4 separate regions of the Mus musculus genome follow, and regions 1, 3 and 4 are each linked to region 2. Evidence: chromatin contacts called from public promoter capture Hi-C data. All regions are on one chromosome and are shown on one strand. The core of a region is the stretch at or near the end of the contact, and the rest is flanking DNA. Distances in the headings are between cores, read along the strand shown.

Region 1 (3,187 bases), core at 640-3,139, 2.8 Mb after region 2:
GTGCAATCCCCAATACTGCTTTAAGTAAATGAATTTAAATTCGGGTAAAAGTTTCTTCCACTTTTCTTCTGTTTGTTTCGTTGTTGTTGTTGTTTTTTGGTTTTTTGAGACAGGGTTTCTCTGTATAGCCCTGGCTGTCCTGGAGCTCACTGTGTAAACCAGGCTGGCCTGGAACTCAGAAATCCGCCTGCCTCTGCCTCCAGAGTGCTGGGATTAAAGGCGAGCGCCTCTCTTCCACTTTTCTTATATATGATACCATCAAACCTAAGGGTTACTTGTCTCCCTTCAGAAGACCATTGAGAGCAGCAACAGCACACTTAACTACAGAAGGCATTGGTGGGAAAATCTAGTTTGTATCTTTTTCCATTCAATTTGGAATGAGAGCCCAAGAAAAAGGCTGTATGAATCCTCCGCTATAACTGCTGAACTGAAGAGCAAAGAGGGGAGGGGCTAAAAGCTCTCAAGAGGCCTCATTTTATCCTTGCACAACGGACATCCTGCAACACCTGATGTTAGCTTTTATTCATTTTTTTGTTTTATTTTTAGGGTTTTGTTGTTGTTTTTGTTATTTTGTTTTGTTTGGGGCAGGGTGCCACAATGTAACCCTGGCTGGCCTGTATAGATCAGGCTGACCTCAAACTCAGCCTCCAACGTGCCTCAAATACCTGTTTTTAGACTGTCACCTGGCATAGACAAAGAAATATCCACAAAGCACGAGTCCCTCTCTTAAACTCAAATTCAGAATCTAGTCTGTCAAGTTTGTTGCCATAGTCTCTGGACTTAGAGTGATAATTTGTATTTAGATGATTTAATAAATATTAAATGAATCGAATGCAAATTGCCTGGTGCTCAAGTAATGTTGGCTATTACTGCTATTTTAATGACAATTAAATTTTTATTGTTCTTATTAAACGATGCCATCCCTCCTCCAAGGATCTTACAATTCTAGGAAGAACGTCTGTAAATGGGATAGCGAAATGGAGGTAAGAATAAAAACACAACTGAGTCACATAGTAGGACTAGTCAAAGACAATATTAAACAAACTAACAAAACACAACCAGACGCCAACTTCGGACTTTTCCGAGGAACACACATAACAAACTGTGATTACGATAGTGAGTTTTCACACTTGAGTATGATGTGCAACTGTGTGTTCAGGGGATTTTACTGGATTCACTAAACCCTACTACAGAGCATTCAGAGTACGTTCCTCACAACCCATTTTTCAGATCGAGCAACTGAGACTTTTGGAGCGCCAAGGTCACAGCCTACTCGCGAGGGAGCCAGGACATGAACCCAAAGCAGTCCGACCCCAGAGCCTACATTCAACAGGGCCCTCCGGAATATCAGCCCGGCATCCTCCAACATCTACCACTCGTCGCTCCAATTCCGGCGTGTTTCCCGGGACCGGACTTTCAGCCCCGATGCCGCGAAAACAAAACAATACTTCTCTCGCGGACAGTCCATAGGGCGCCCGCCAGGCCTGAGCTCCAAGGCCGCTCCACACAGTCCTGCTCAGCACCCGGAGCCGCGAGCCCCACAGGAAGCGCCGGGATAGCCCCGAGGGCCCCGGAAGGCCGGGGAGCCGCATGACCTTGGATCCAGTGCCCCAATCCCGGCCTCAGTTTCCCTGCCCAGGCCTCCCGCCGGGGGGCCTCTGCAAAGCCTCCCGCCTATGGAGCAGCAGGCCCCTCAACACACACCCCTCAGCCGTCCGCCTTCCCGCCCCACTTACGTTGGAAGGCGGCCGCTCCAGGGACGCCCACCATCGCGGAGCGCAGTCTGTCGCGAGCGCCGCTCGCTTCGACCCTCTGCCTGAGCCCTCCGCAGGCGCAGGCCGGGACCTGCACCCGCCGAACTCGCCCGCACCAGCGCCGCCGCCGCCGCTGCCGCCGCCGCCGTTAGGCCGCGCGCCGCCCCGCCCCCAGACAGCCCCGGCACGCCCCCGCCGCGCGCTCCCGCGCGCAGACCAACGCACGCGGAAGACGGGCCCGAGGGCGCTCACGCGAAGCACCGCCTCCTGACCTGGCCCGCCCCTTCCGCGCCAGGCTGCGTCCTATCCTGGAGCGGCCTGCACTTCGACCCGCCTCCCGCGCGCTATGCGTGGCCGCAGGGAGCCGCCCTTCTCCGAGCTCCAGACTTCCGGATGTGGCCTGGGCGGCAACCTAGGAACGGGGGCGGAGTCCCGGGGCGGGGCTTCGGGGAGGGACGTTTCAGGTGCAGGCCTTGTAACGCTTTGACGGTTGTATTGGGTGTTAAAATTGTTCTTTCCTCCTTTTACTTATTTGTTTTTACATTGACTTATTGCATATGTGTGCGTGTATATGTTTGAGGGAGTCCAACGCATGTATGTGAATGTCAGAGAACAAGTCGGGAGCAGGCTCTCCTTTCACCCTGTGGATCCAGCAGGTCAAATTTCGGGCATCAAGTTTGTTTGACAGCAAGCATCTTTGCCAAATTAGCTATCTCGCAGATTTCTACATCTTTTGCGGCTATAGGAATCTAAATGTTTAAAACAACTAGCTGTCATTACTGATTTCTGTATCAGATCAAGGGGCTTTGTGGGGTTTGTCTGTGTTTGTGAGGAGGGGCACGTGTATGTGCAGGGGTTTTTTTGTTGTTGGTGGTGGTTTTTTGACACAGTCTCACTTGTAGCTCTAGCTGTCCTGGAACTCACAGATAATCTATCTACCTAACTCTACCTCCCAAGTGCTTGGGACTAAAGGCCTGAACTACCAGGCCTGGTTAAGTGCAGGTTTATTTTGGTTTGTTGAAACAATGTCATAATGTACATTTGGCTATTCTGAACTCACTGACCTACACCAGGTTAGCCTTGAACCTTAAGCTATACTTCTAAGTCTATCTCCCAAAGCTGTGTCTATAACACCAGCAGGCCTCACAAAAAGTTGTTTCTGAAAAGGGCCTATTTTGTATGTCTAGCTGGGCTGGAACACACAGTGTAGCCACAAAAGCCTGGAACTCTCACACATCCTCCTCCCGTGGCCTCCCAAGTGCTGGGATTGTAAGCAAGAGTCACTAGCCTGTCTTCAACAGCTGCTTTTATACACTCTGCAATTAACCATCTCAGTACCAAATACAGTTTCTCCCCTTTTCTACACATTCGCTAGAGTCTCTCCCACTGGGTTGTCCACCTATTTCTGTTAGCAAACTCAAAACATAAATCCT
Region 2 (3,262 bases), core at 101-2,600:
CTATTCTGTGTGTATTGTGGTACATGCACATAAGTGTATGCCAGTGCACAGGCATGCAGAGGCCAGAGTAAACACAGGATGACTTCCTCTGATGTTCTATGCCTTCTTGCCTTGAGGCAGGGCCTTTTCACTGATCTAGAACCATTTTTGCTAGACTAGATGGTTACCTCTTGGGATCTGCTGGTCTCTGCCCTCCAATGCTGGGGTTACGTGCACAATGCAGCCAGCCATACCCAGTGCTAAGATTTGAACTCAGATCCACAAGTTGCACTGAACCAACTCCCAGCTCCCTAGACCCTATCTAAGTAAAGAAAAGAAAAAAGGTTCTTAAGTAGGTGCCCACTCCCTTGCCCTGAGACAAATAACTGAAACTCAAACTTAAGTTTCAATGCAAGTTCTGACTTTAGCCACTTTACCAACAAATAAAATAGTGACTTGAATACACTAAGATTCCCACCTATCCACTCAGAATCTACCAAGCATTGAGTTTTGCCCGGCACTGTTAAAAGCAAGCACAGAAATATCATTTAACACAACTCTTGCGAAGCAGATACCAGATGAGAAACTAAGCTGTTGAGTCCCTGGCTTCTGTTCTCACAATCAATACGTGGCCGGTTACAAGTCTGCACCCGTAATATCACTTCATACCCTAGGCTTTCAGCTCCCAGACAGACCTGTGAGTCTCCTGTCCCTGTCAGGGAAAAGGAACCTAGAAGTCGAAGAAAGTCTAGTGACATGCTCAAAAGCTTTCATGATGCCAGGGGTGGCTCTCTGTGACAGGCGTAGGCCGCTGGTACTACTCGAATGAATGGAGGAGGCCAGGCTCGGGCTCCGCGCTGCCCGGGCTCGCGCTCGGCCTTGCGGGGACCCGTAGTCCCACGTCGCACGCCCCGCCACCAACCCTTCGGGTCCCCAGCACTTCACCAGCTCGCAGCCTCCGCCACACGCTCGACCCCGAAAGCGCCCGTGCCCATGCCCCTGCCCCGTAGGGGAGGGGAACCGCGCCTAGCCGGCGCCCGTGTGGTCCGCACTAGCCTCCCGCGGGCGACGCCCCGCTCCCCAAAGCGTGTCGGCCGCGGGGCCCCACTATTGAGCCATGCGCAACGCCTCACCCGGCGGCGCCATTCCTCCGAGCAGGTCCCACCGGAGCCCGAGCAGGCAGACTTCCGCTCCGGGAAGTGGCTCCAAGAGCGCGCCGGAGGGGACGCCAGGGACCCGCGGCACACGCCACTTGCCAGAATGGGCTCCCGGCAAAGGTCAGTCGCGGCGGTCCCGCTTGGCAGGGCCGTGCCCGGCAGCCGCAGTGTGGGGCAGTTGAGTCGCGGCGTGCGAACCTCACTCACGGGTCCTGCTTGCCAAGCCGTCCTCTCCCCCGCGCCGGGACCCACTTGGAACCGACCGCCTCTCAACCGCCCTGCTCACGCCGCCACCGGGACCCGATTGGGCCGGGCCTTGGGGCGGGCCTAAGACGGGGCCACCTCTGATTGGCCAGTGACAGTGACTGGCCGGACGCGCTGTCACTCACGGTTCTCTCCCGCAGCCCGGCCAATTTTAAAAGGGTCCGGTTGGGAGGGGAGCGTTATCGTAACATTTGATTTTATCCACTTTGGGAAATTATGGTTAATGCATTACTTAGATTATTAATAATTGGCTGGTGAGTGAGGGTTTATCCAGTTTTCAAACCTGTGAGCTATACAGGTAACGGAGAGGAGCGTTTTAAAATGTTTGATTTTTTTTTTTTGAAAATTTCATACAATATATTTTGATCATATTCATTTCCTTCCCCCAACACCTTCCATATCCTCCCCCAACTCCCTACACACCCAACTCATGCTCTATTTTTCCTCTTTCTAAAGTAAAAAACAAACTAAGCATGGAGTCCTGCCCTGGAGAGTGGTTGATATACCCAGTCACTCCACTGAAGAAAACTGATTTTCCCTCTCCCAGCAGCTATCAGTTATGAATAGTTTTGGCTACAGTTGGGTCTTTTGTGCCCACTCCCCCTTCTCTGTGTTTTGTATGGCTTGAGCTTTTGTGGGTCTTGTGCATACTGACACAATCCCTGAAAAACTGCTTATTGGAAGCCGTTTATCACCCCTGGCTCTTAAACAATCCTTCTCCTCTTCCACATAGACCCACGCCCATGAGCCCTGAGGTAAAGGGGATGCTGTAGACATCCCATTTAGGGCTGAGTGTCCCAAGATCTCTTATTCTCTGTGTGTTGACCAGTTTTGGGTCTCCGTGTTAATTGCTGTCTACTCCAGGAAGGGTTGAGGGATGCGCTGGTCTGCAAATTTAACAGACTCAAAAATGGAAGCCAGAACTAATGTGTAGCTCTGATTACCGAGCTCACAATATAGGCAGAAAGAGTACTGAGCACCCTACATATGTTATCTTATTTACTCTTTATTATTATTCTGTGAAATGTTACTTTTAATACTTTAAAAGGAAGGAAATATTTCAGCCCTTGCGTTCTGATGACAGCCTAGATGTGTGCTAATTAACTATTGTGAACATGTAGAATTTTGCAATACAGCAATGCTGCTTCTCTTCAGTATCACTCCAGATATGTAGCGGGGAGTCGGACCACTCCTCCATACAGCAGTCACTAGCTCTCTGCAGTAATTTCTCTTTGAACTTAGTCCAATTAAGTAAAATTTAAGCTTCAGCTCCTCAGCTATACTATGCTTCTGATCAGCCAATGCTGTGCTCAGGGTAGCTGGTGGATCTTGCACTGAGTAATTTGAAATTACAGGACAGATATTTTCATTATCCCAGAAAGTTATATTGGGTAGTGCTGAACTAGGATATATTTAAAGAACTCTACCAGTTCAGTAATAAGACAAGCCAGTGGTGTGCTAGAGAGGGAGCCAGCTGTTAAGTTTTTTGGAATTTTTGCAAATAGCTATTTAGGACATTAAATTATATAGTCATAAAGTGAAAGAAAATGTGCTGGAAATTAAAGTCTTCATTTCCTGATCTCACGACATGTTAGCATTGTCGCAGCATTTGTCTTGTCATTGCCTATATGTATGTAATACCTCATTGTTGGAGATTGGTTCTAATGCTTTGATTCAGTCTGCCTGTCCAAACGCTAAAGGTCCTTGTCCACAGTTGGTTTTTGATCCATCAATAAAGATGCCAGCAGCCAATGGCTGGGGAACAGGAGTCGGGTGGGACCCTTAGAGTTGCTATGGCTAGGACACAGGGGCACAGAAGATTGCCAGGATGTGGTGGGAGACGGAAGAGGAGAGCTTCAGAA
Region 3 (3,244 bases), core at 591-3,090, 2.9 Mb after region 2:
TGAGGTCCAAAATGTCTTACCCAGAGAATGCAGAGGTAACATATTACAGAAACTGTTGGAGGGCTGGAGAGATAGCTGAGAAGTTTTTGGAGGATTGTACTAGAGTTTGATTCTGGGCCCACATCAGGTGGTTCACAACTGCCTGTAACTCTAGCTTCATTTGGAAGTGTCCTACAGACTGAGCCAACTCTAGCTTCTGGCTTTCCAAACAGAAGTACTTCCGGCTTCTTGCCCAGATACATAAACACATAAATGAAAACAAAACAAAACAAAACAAAACAAAACAAAACAAACAAAACAAAACGACAAAAGCCCATTGGCAAAGAGGAAGGCTGGGAATGCCCCCCACTCCTTCCCTCCAAACCCAGTCTCTTGATGAGAGTCATGACAGGAAGAGGCCAGGAGGGGGCGCCTCTTTGCTACTCATTCTATGCTTGTAGATTTTTGAACTGTCCACCTGCAGTTTGTGCTTCAACCAAATGTTTTACACTTAAATGTCTCACACTTTAAAACTAATATTTATGGTGAAGCTTGGAAAAAACACTTATGCTACATAGGGTGGTTCTGACCCCAGGGCTCCGATCTGGCTGAATCCTGTTCTCAGCATTTTCTTGAGTGTAGGGACTATGGGTTCGGTCTGGGGGAGAAGAGGTATTTTGGCTAGAGTCAACAGGGAAGGGAGAATGGCTGAGAGGGCCAGGGCAGGAATGTGACAGGAGTAGGGTAAGGAGGTAGTGAGGAACAATTAGGCTGTTCAGGGCCATCTGGGAGATCCAGGAAAGACGAGGCCGTTCAGAGCTAGCCACAGAAACCACTGGTTAGCCTCTTTTCTATTTTTTTTTACATTTATTCTATTCCATCTGTCTGTCTGCCTGTCTGTCTGTCTATCCATCATCTACGAAATTTTACTATGTAGCTCTTTCTGGCTTCGAATTAGCCTGCCTTTGCCTCCTGAGAACACCGAAGTGTGCTACAGCGTCCTGAGACGTCTGTGTGTGTGTGTGTGTGTGTGTGTGTGAGAGAGAGAGAGAGAGAGAGAGAGAGAGAGAGAGAGATGTTGCATGTCCCATGGCCTATCTGTGAAGTTCAGAGGGCTTGTGGGAGCCAGTTCTCCCTTCACCTTGTGGGTTCTGGGGATTAGACCCCAGGTCGTCAAACAGCAAGTGTCCTACATGCTGAGCCATCTCACCAGCCCCATGGTGGCCCTTTTCTTAAAGGGTCTGGTGAGGAGAGGGAAGGAAAGTACATATGGCAGGAGGGAGCTAACGGGTGACAGGCTTGAGGAGAAGTCAGAGCTCCTATTTTCCAGGGGGCAGAACACCCCTAAGAATCCCTTACTCTCTTGGGGCAAGGGCAGATACAGACTCTGAGACTGCCCACCTGTTTGTTTGTTTGTTTGTTTTTCTAATTAAAAAAGATTTATTATGCATAATAGTACAGTGTCGCGGTCTTCAGACACACCAGAAGAGGGCATCCATCGGATCCCTTTACAGATGGTTGTGAGCCACCATGTGGTTGCTGGGAATTGAACTCCAGACCTCTGGAAGAGCACTCAGTGCTCTTAACCGCTGAACCATCTCTCCAGCCCGCCTACCTGGTTTTAAGCTTTACTTAACTTTTTTTTTTGGGGTGGGGTGGGGTGGGGGTGGGGGGCGGTATTAGCATTTAAAGAAGTAGTAGGTCTCACGGCTTTATTTTTCAAAGCCAGGGTCCTGGGACTCGAAGCCGGCAGGAAACACTACCATTAGAACACCGCGGGCGAAAGTCACGGCGGAACAGAAGTTGCACGCCTAGGCGCGCAGCGGAGGACTCCTGAGAAGGGAACCCACGCAGATCGACAGTTTCCGGTTTCGGACGCGGACCTTGCAGTTGTGGGAGGTGAGAGGCTTGAGATTGAGTTTAGTGTCCTGCGGGTGACCCGCGGTGGCGCAGGGCGGGCTCGCACCGTCCAGGAAAAGCCAGAAGCGCTAGGAGAAGGTATCACTGGGCAGTGTTAGGCCTTGAGTAGGACCGCTGCGAGTGTAGCTCAGCCCCGCTGCCGGCTCTTGGCCAAGTCACAGCGTCCTTCTAAGCCCTAGTATTTGCCCTGTGAAGCAGAGATGGGGTCTGATAGACCTCGGAGAGGGGCTACGGGGCTCACGCAGTTGCCGCCGCCACGCCTAGCACTCACACGCTTGGATGTGGTAGGTGGTTCCGCGCTGTGCTGTGCAAAAACTTGAAGCTTTTGATCCTTCCACCAGGTTCGTCAGAAAGGACCGTTCCCCACCCCAACACTCATACATGAAGACGCGCCCAGAACCCGGCCAAGGTCCATGCTTTGAAATGAAGTGTGGGCTGCTAGTGAATGATTGTGAGCCACCACTTGGTTGCTGGGAATTGAACTCAGGCTCTGGAAAAGCAGTCAGTGCTCTTAACCACTGAGCCACTGCTCTAAGTCCCCCCCTCCCCCAATCTAAGTTTTTAATGTGTAATTCTTATAACATCTGGCAAGGGGTAAGGTCCTATTGTACTTTTTTTTTTTTTTTTTCCAAAATGGATATGACATTTGTAGTCCAGAGGTGGAAATTTGACTTGTAAAAACGTGGTCACACAACAATTAAAGGGCAGAAGTAGATGATTTGAAAGCTCACACCTGGGCTGTTAAGATGGTTCACATACCATAATATGCATAAAAATAAAAATGTGAAAAAAATTAAAACTCAAACCAAAAGTCTCCTCTCCGACAAGAGAGTAGGTTGGTGTTTTTTTTTTTAATTACATTTTATTTATTTGGTTTTTGTTCCTGTGCTCATGCACATGAATGTGCCATACATAGTGTATGTGTAGAGATAGAAGAATCTATGGAAAAGAATTCTTTCTACTGTGTGGCTTTCAGGGAGTCAGGCTTGGTGGCAGGTGCCTTCATCCACTAAGCCATGTCACTGAGCCGCCTTTATTTATTTTCACCTGTAAATTAGAGATATAATATATTTTAAGAGCCCTCACTGTTGTCCAGGCAGTCCTGGGCTCAAATGATCTTCCTGCCTTAGCCTCCCAGGTTACTGGGAATATAGGTTTACCATGTTTAGATTAAGGTAAACTATCATAAAACGTACCTTAAGGGAGGTGGTGGTGCACACCTTAAATCTCAGCACTCAGGAGGCAGAGACAGGCTGATCTCTGAGTTTCAGGCCAGCCTGGTCTACAGTGCAAGTTCTAGGACAGTCAGAGCTATACAGAGAAACCCTGTCAAAACAAAACAAAA
Region 4 (3,477 bases), core at 438-2,937, 2.4 Mb after region 2:
TTATAGGAAAATACTGAAAGAGAGCACACGTGGATCCAACTCTAGACTAGTGCGGTAATGGAACTCGGGAATGAAAAATTAATGTATGGGTAGAGAACACTAGACTCCAGGAGGAGAGCTTCCTTGAAACTCTTTTGCCTCATGAGTGACTTTTAAGCCTTTCGGCTTGTCCAGTTGACTCGACCAGAGAGCGTAGCAAGGTTTTCTCTGACTCTGTTGCCTGCCTCTGGGATCCTTTCCCAGAGGCTAGGTGGGCTGCCTCACCCAGCCTTAATAGGATAAGATGCCTCTGGTCTTACTGCAACGAGTCATGCCAGGGCAGGTTGATATCAATGGAAGGCCTCCCCTTTCTGAAGAGAAATAGAGGATGAGTGAATGGGGGGTAGGGGCTGGGAGGAGAAGAAACTGTGGTCAAGATGTAAAGTATATTAATCAATTAATTGATTAATTTAAAAAGATAAAATCTTATGTAGTCCAGGCTGGTTATGAAATTCTGATATTCATGCCTCTACTTCTCAAGAGCTAGGATGGTAAGTGCTACCACACCCAGCTCAGACAGACCATTTTGTAATTCCAGTAGACCAAAACAAAGACAAACTCAGTAATCAGGTATGAATACAAAAATCAATCAAGAAGAACATTTTGCCAACTACAAAAATCACTAAGTACTTTCCCCATCTCTTCTAACGTGAGGGCTTTTTTTCACTAATCATAGATTAATCCTCACTTGATTCTTTTTATGCAAGAAGCATTAAAAACTTGATAATTACTCTCATCTCCTGATAGCATCTACTTACTTGAGCAGTCCCTTCAGTCACCTGAGTGGATCACCTGACGCCCCAGCTGAGCATTCTTTCAAACAGTGGGGCTTTGCAGTTCCCTGTGGTTACAAACACAGGTGTTTTTTTGTTGTTTTGTTTTTTAACTACAAGCGCATACTCCGAGGCCTTCCTAAATGGCAGCTGTATCTCCCCAGGGAAAATAGATGATACATCCAGAATTGTCTAGCAAAGACTCCATAAACAAGGAGTCATGTACCATATAAGGAAGCTTTAGTCAAAAAAGGACACATAATTAATAGTCCCAGATGATTATATCGCCTAGGACGTTGTAGTGTCTTTACTTATATGGTATGAAGTTCGTCAACAAGTTAATTACCTACTCTACACATTTCTCAACATAGCCCCTTTATTGAGCTAGTTAAGACTATTTCGAAGCTTCCTGACAGACTGTAGCTTGCTGGGCTGTTTCTCCTCAGAGGACGGCTTCGTTCCTCGGTCTAACTATGGAAAACCAGGGAAGAATCTTCTGAAGTAAAAAGCTAGAAGGTTAAACTTCTCACGAAGTGAAACGCTTCTACTGAGGTGCATTCCTCGAATACTAGACCGATTCTAGGGGAAAGCGTGAACTCAGCTCCACGGGTTCATATTAGGGTTTCCACTAAGTTAAACCTGAAAAATGGCCCCAAATTCACTTTACAAGCAACACAGCACTTTTCGAACCTCTTAGGTAACCAGCAGCACAAGAACCCGAACATCCTGACATGTTTAAAACAGTCGTGCACGCCCTCGAAACTCCCGAAGCGCACAAGCGCCGGTCTTTTCTAGCCAAACTACAAGTCCCAGTATGCCCGGCGCCGGGGAGTCGCCGAATAACTCGCGCCACGAGAAGCACGTAAGGTTGGCTTTACTGTACGCCTGCGCTTTGGCGAGCTCTGCGCAGGCGCACTTCCAACGTTTGAGAGGAGGGCGGGGTGTCGCTCCCTTTCGCTGATGCAAGAGCCTAGTGCGGTGCTGTGAGAAGTATCGGTGGGAGCTACGCTGACTCCGGGCCGTGAAGCCGACCGGTTTGACTTTTCATCCCTGCCGAACCCGCTCGAACTACAGCCATGTCCGGGGACGAGGTGAGAGGCTGAGCTGGAGTTAGGGCTAAGGACTGAGGCAGGAAGCCGAACCCACACCTGTGTGAGAAGCCGGGCCTGCGGCCTAGCTGTAGCCGGCCGCCATGTGGAGCAGCCCGGCCTAGGCGTCCCGGAGCTGTGGAGCCGGCGAGGACTCTGGATCCTCAGACTTGGTCTCCCTCGGCTCTCCTCAGGGCGGCGGCGAGGCCTGTCTCCCACGGTGATCGGCGTTTCGGAATGGAGAGCGTGTTGAGCCGTCCTCTCGGAAAGGGGTTGAATGCCGAGTTAGTTTGCCCGGCCGCCCCGGCATTCCTTTCCTCACACACATAGCCGCCTCGGCTCTCACGGCTGAGGGGTCAGGGTGCCCTGCGAGGCCCCTCTCGGTTCCGGTGGAGCACCGAGGTTAAAACTTTGTAGGCTGCCTTTTCCGGGCGGATATCTCGCTCCCGTTTCCCGCTCGAGGCCTTATTTCTTAAGACAGGAACCCAAAGAGCCAGAGGAGAAGATATTTTAAGTCTCAGGAAGTGACCACCTTTCGAGAAAAGTTTTCGGGCCCGAGTCCCAAAGTTTCCTTTACAGGCGAGGTGAGCAGGAAGGTCCGGCTGTGAAACTGACTGGGTTTGGATCTCAGAATTTTTCAAGCCCCGTCCCCCGTTTTATTGTGTCTTTTTTTTTTCTTTTAAATCTTTTTGGGTTTTGCCTTTTCCAGATTTATCCTAGTTCACATACCATTAAATGACTTTAAAGAAAAAAGAGTGGTCTTGGCTTAGATATTGCTTAGCATTGGGCCTAGAAGCCTAATCCTAGCCCCAAGGAAGTACTTTACGAAGAATTTGTGACTTACTTGACTTACAGGCCTAGGGGAGGGGTAAGAGGAATAGTTGAAGGTTCTGTGCAGAGTTGGCTTTTGAATGGGCTCTAGAAATGATCAGAATTTTCTCAACCAATGAGAAAACTGATCACAAGGCGTTTATGGTCAAGAAGGGAGAAAGTGCATAGAAAGTGAAGTATTCACTAGTTTGGTTGAAGTAGATGCTGGTTAGTTTATGGAGGACTTAGGTAACTACATTAAGGAATTAGAGATTTGTTTCATGGGAACTAGTTCTAGTTTAAGTTGGTTTCCAGGGTTCAGTAAAATAAATTCCTGTAAGTCCATTTTAGAGATGAGCCAATTGGAGCTTAGAGTTGTACAGTGCCTCTAATAAAATTCCAAGTGCCTGAGCTAGTAATAGAATCCCAGCTCTGTGCAGTATGCCTTCATCTAAATGACTAGGAGGCTCTTGCAAACTCACTAAACTCTGGAAGAGATAGATGTTTCTTGCTTGAAAGACACGTTAGACATTGCTCTTTGCTACTGCATTATGTGTTAGAAAAGTTCAGAAAGTGTTTAGCCTTTATTTCTACTCACGTTCCAGACTTAAAAATAACTACCTATATACAGCTGTGGTGTTCTGTGGTAAAGTGCTTATGGGTAGTAAGAGGTAATAGATAACACATGTAGTAACCAAACTTCGTAACTTAAAAATAACTACCTGTGTATTGTTATATTGTTCTGTCTATTGCTTCTGTGGTAAAGT

Evidence for each region. Promoter capture Hi-C pulls out the DNA fragments that hold promoters and counts their contacts.
Region 1: a contact with region 2 is called in a promoter capture Hi-C map of pre-B cells, with 4 times the contacts expected there. The contact joins the promoter of Cbfa2t2 here to the promoter of Rpn2 in region 2. A contact is called at or near these places in 2 of 39 promoter capture datasets (liver and pre-B cells) and 1 of 9 other capture datasets (liver).
Region 3: a promoter capture Hi-C map of pre-B cells shows a contact between it and region 2, with 3 times the contacts expected there. The contact joins the promoter of Cdk5rap1 here to the promoter of Rpn2 in region 2. A contact is called at or near these places in 2 of 39 promoter capture datasets (liver and pre-B cells).
Region 4: a contact with region 2 is called in a promoter capture Hi-C map of pre-B cells, with 4 times the contacts expected there. The contact joins the promoter of Eif2s2 here to the promoter of Rpn2 in region 2. A contact is called at or near these places in 2 of 39 promoter capture datasets (liver and pre-B cells) and 1 of 9 other capture datasets (adipose tissue).

What each region holds. Positions count from the first base shown.
Region 1 is chr2:154,435,186-154,438,372 of GRCm38.p6, reverse strand. Cbfa2t2 (CBFA2/RUNX1 translocation partner 2) reads right to left here and starts at 1,889. Exons shown (of 11, transcript NM_172860.2): 1 at 1,737-1,889. The coding sequence starts at 1,770.
Region 2 is chr2:157,277,186-157,280,447 of GRCm38.p6, reverse strand. It overlaps Rpn2 (ribophorin II), which reads right to left and starts at 1,350. Exons shown (of 17, transcript NM_019642.4): 1 at 1,113-1,350. The coding sequence starts at 1,125. It overlaps Mroh8 (maestro heat-like repeat family member 8), which reads left to right and starts at 899. Exons shown (of 25, transcript NM_001039557.4): 1 at 899-1,256. The coding sequence starts at 973.
Region 3 is chr2:154,371,315-154,374,558 of GRCm38.p6, reverse strand. Cdk5rap1 (CDK5 regulatory subunit associated protein 1) reads left to right here and starts at 1,840. Exons shown (of 14, transcript NM_025876.2): 1 at 1,840-1,878.
Region 4 is chr2:154,891,116-154,894,592 of GRCm38.p6, reverse strand. It overlaps Eif2s2 (eukaryotic translation initiation factor 2, subunit 2 (beta)), which reads left to right and starts at 1,687. Exons shown (of 9, transcript NM_026030.2): 1 at 1,687-1,903. The coding sequence starts at 1,889.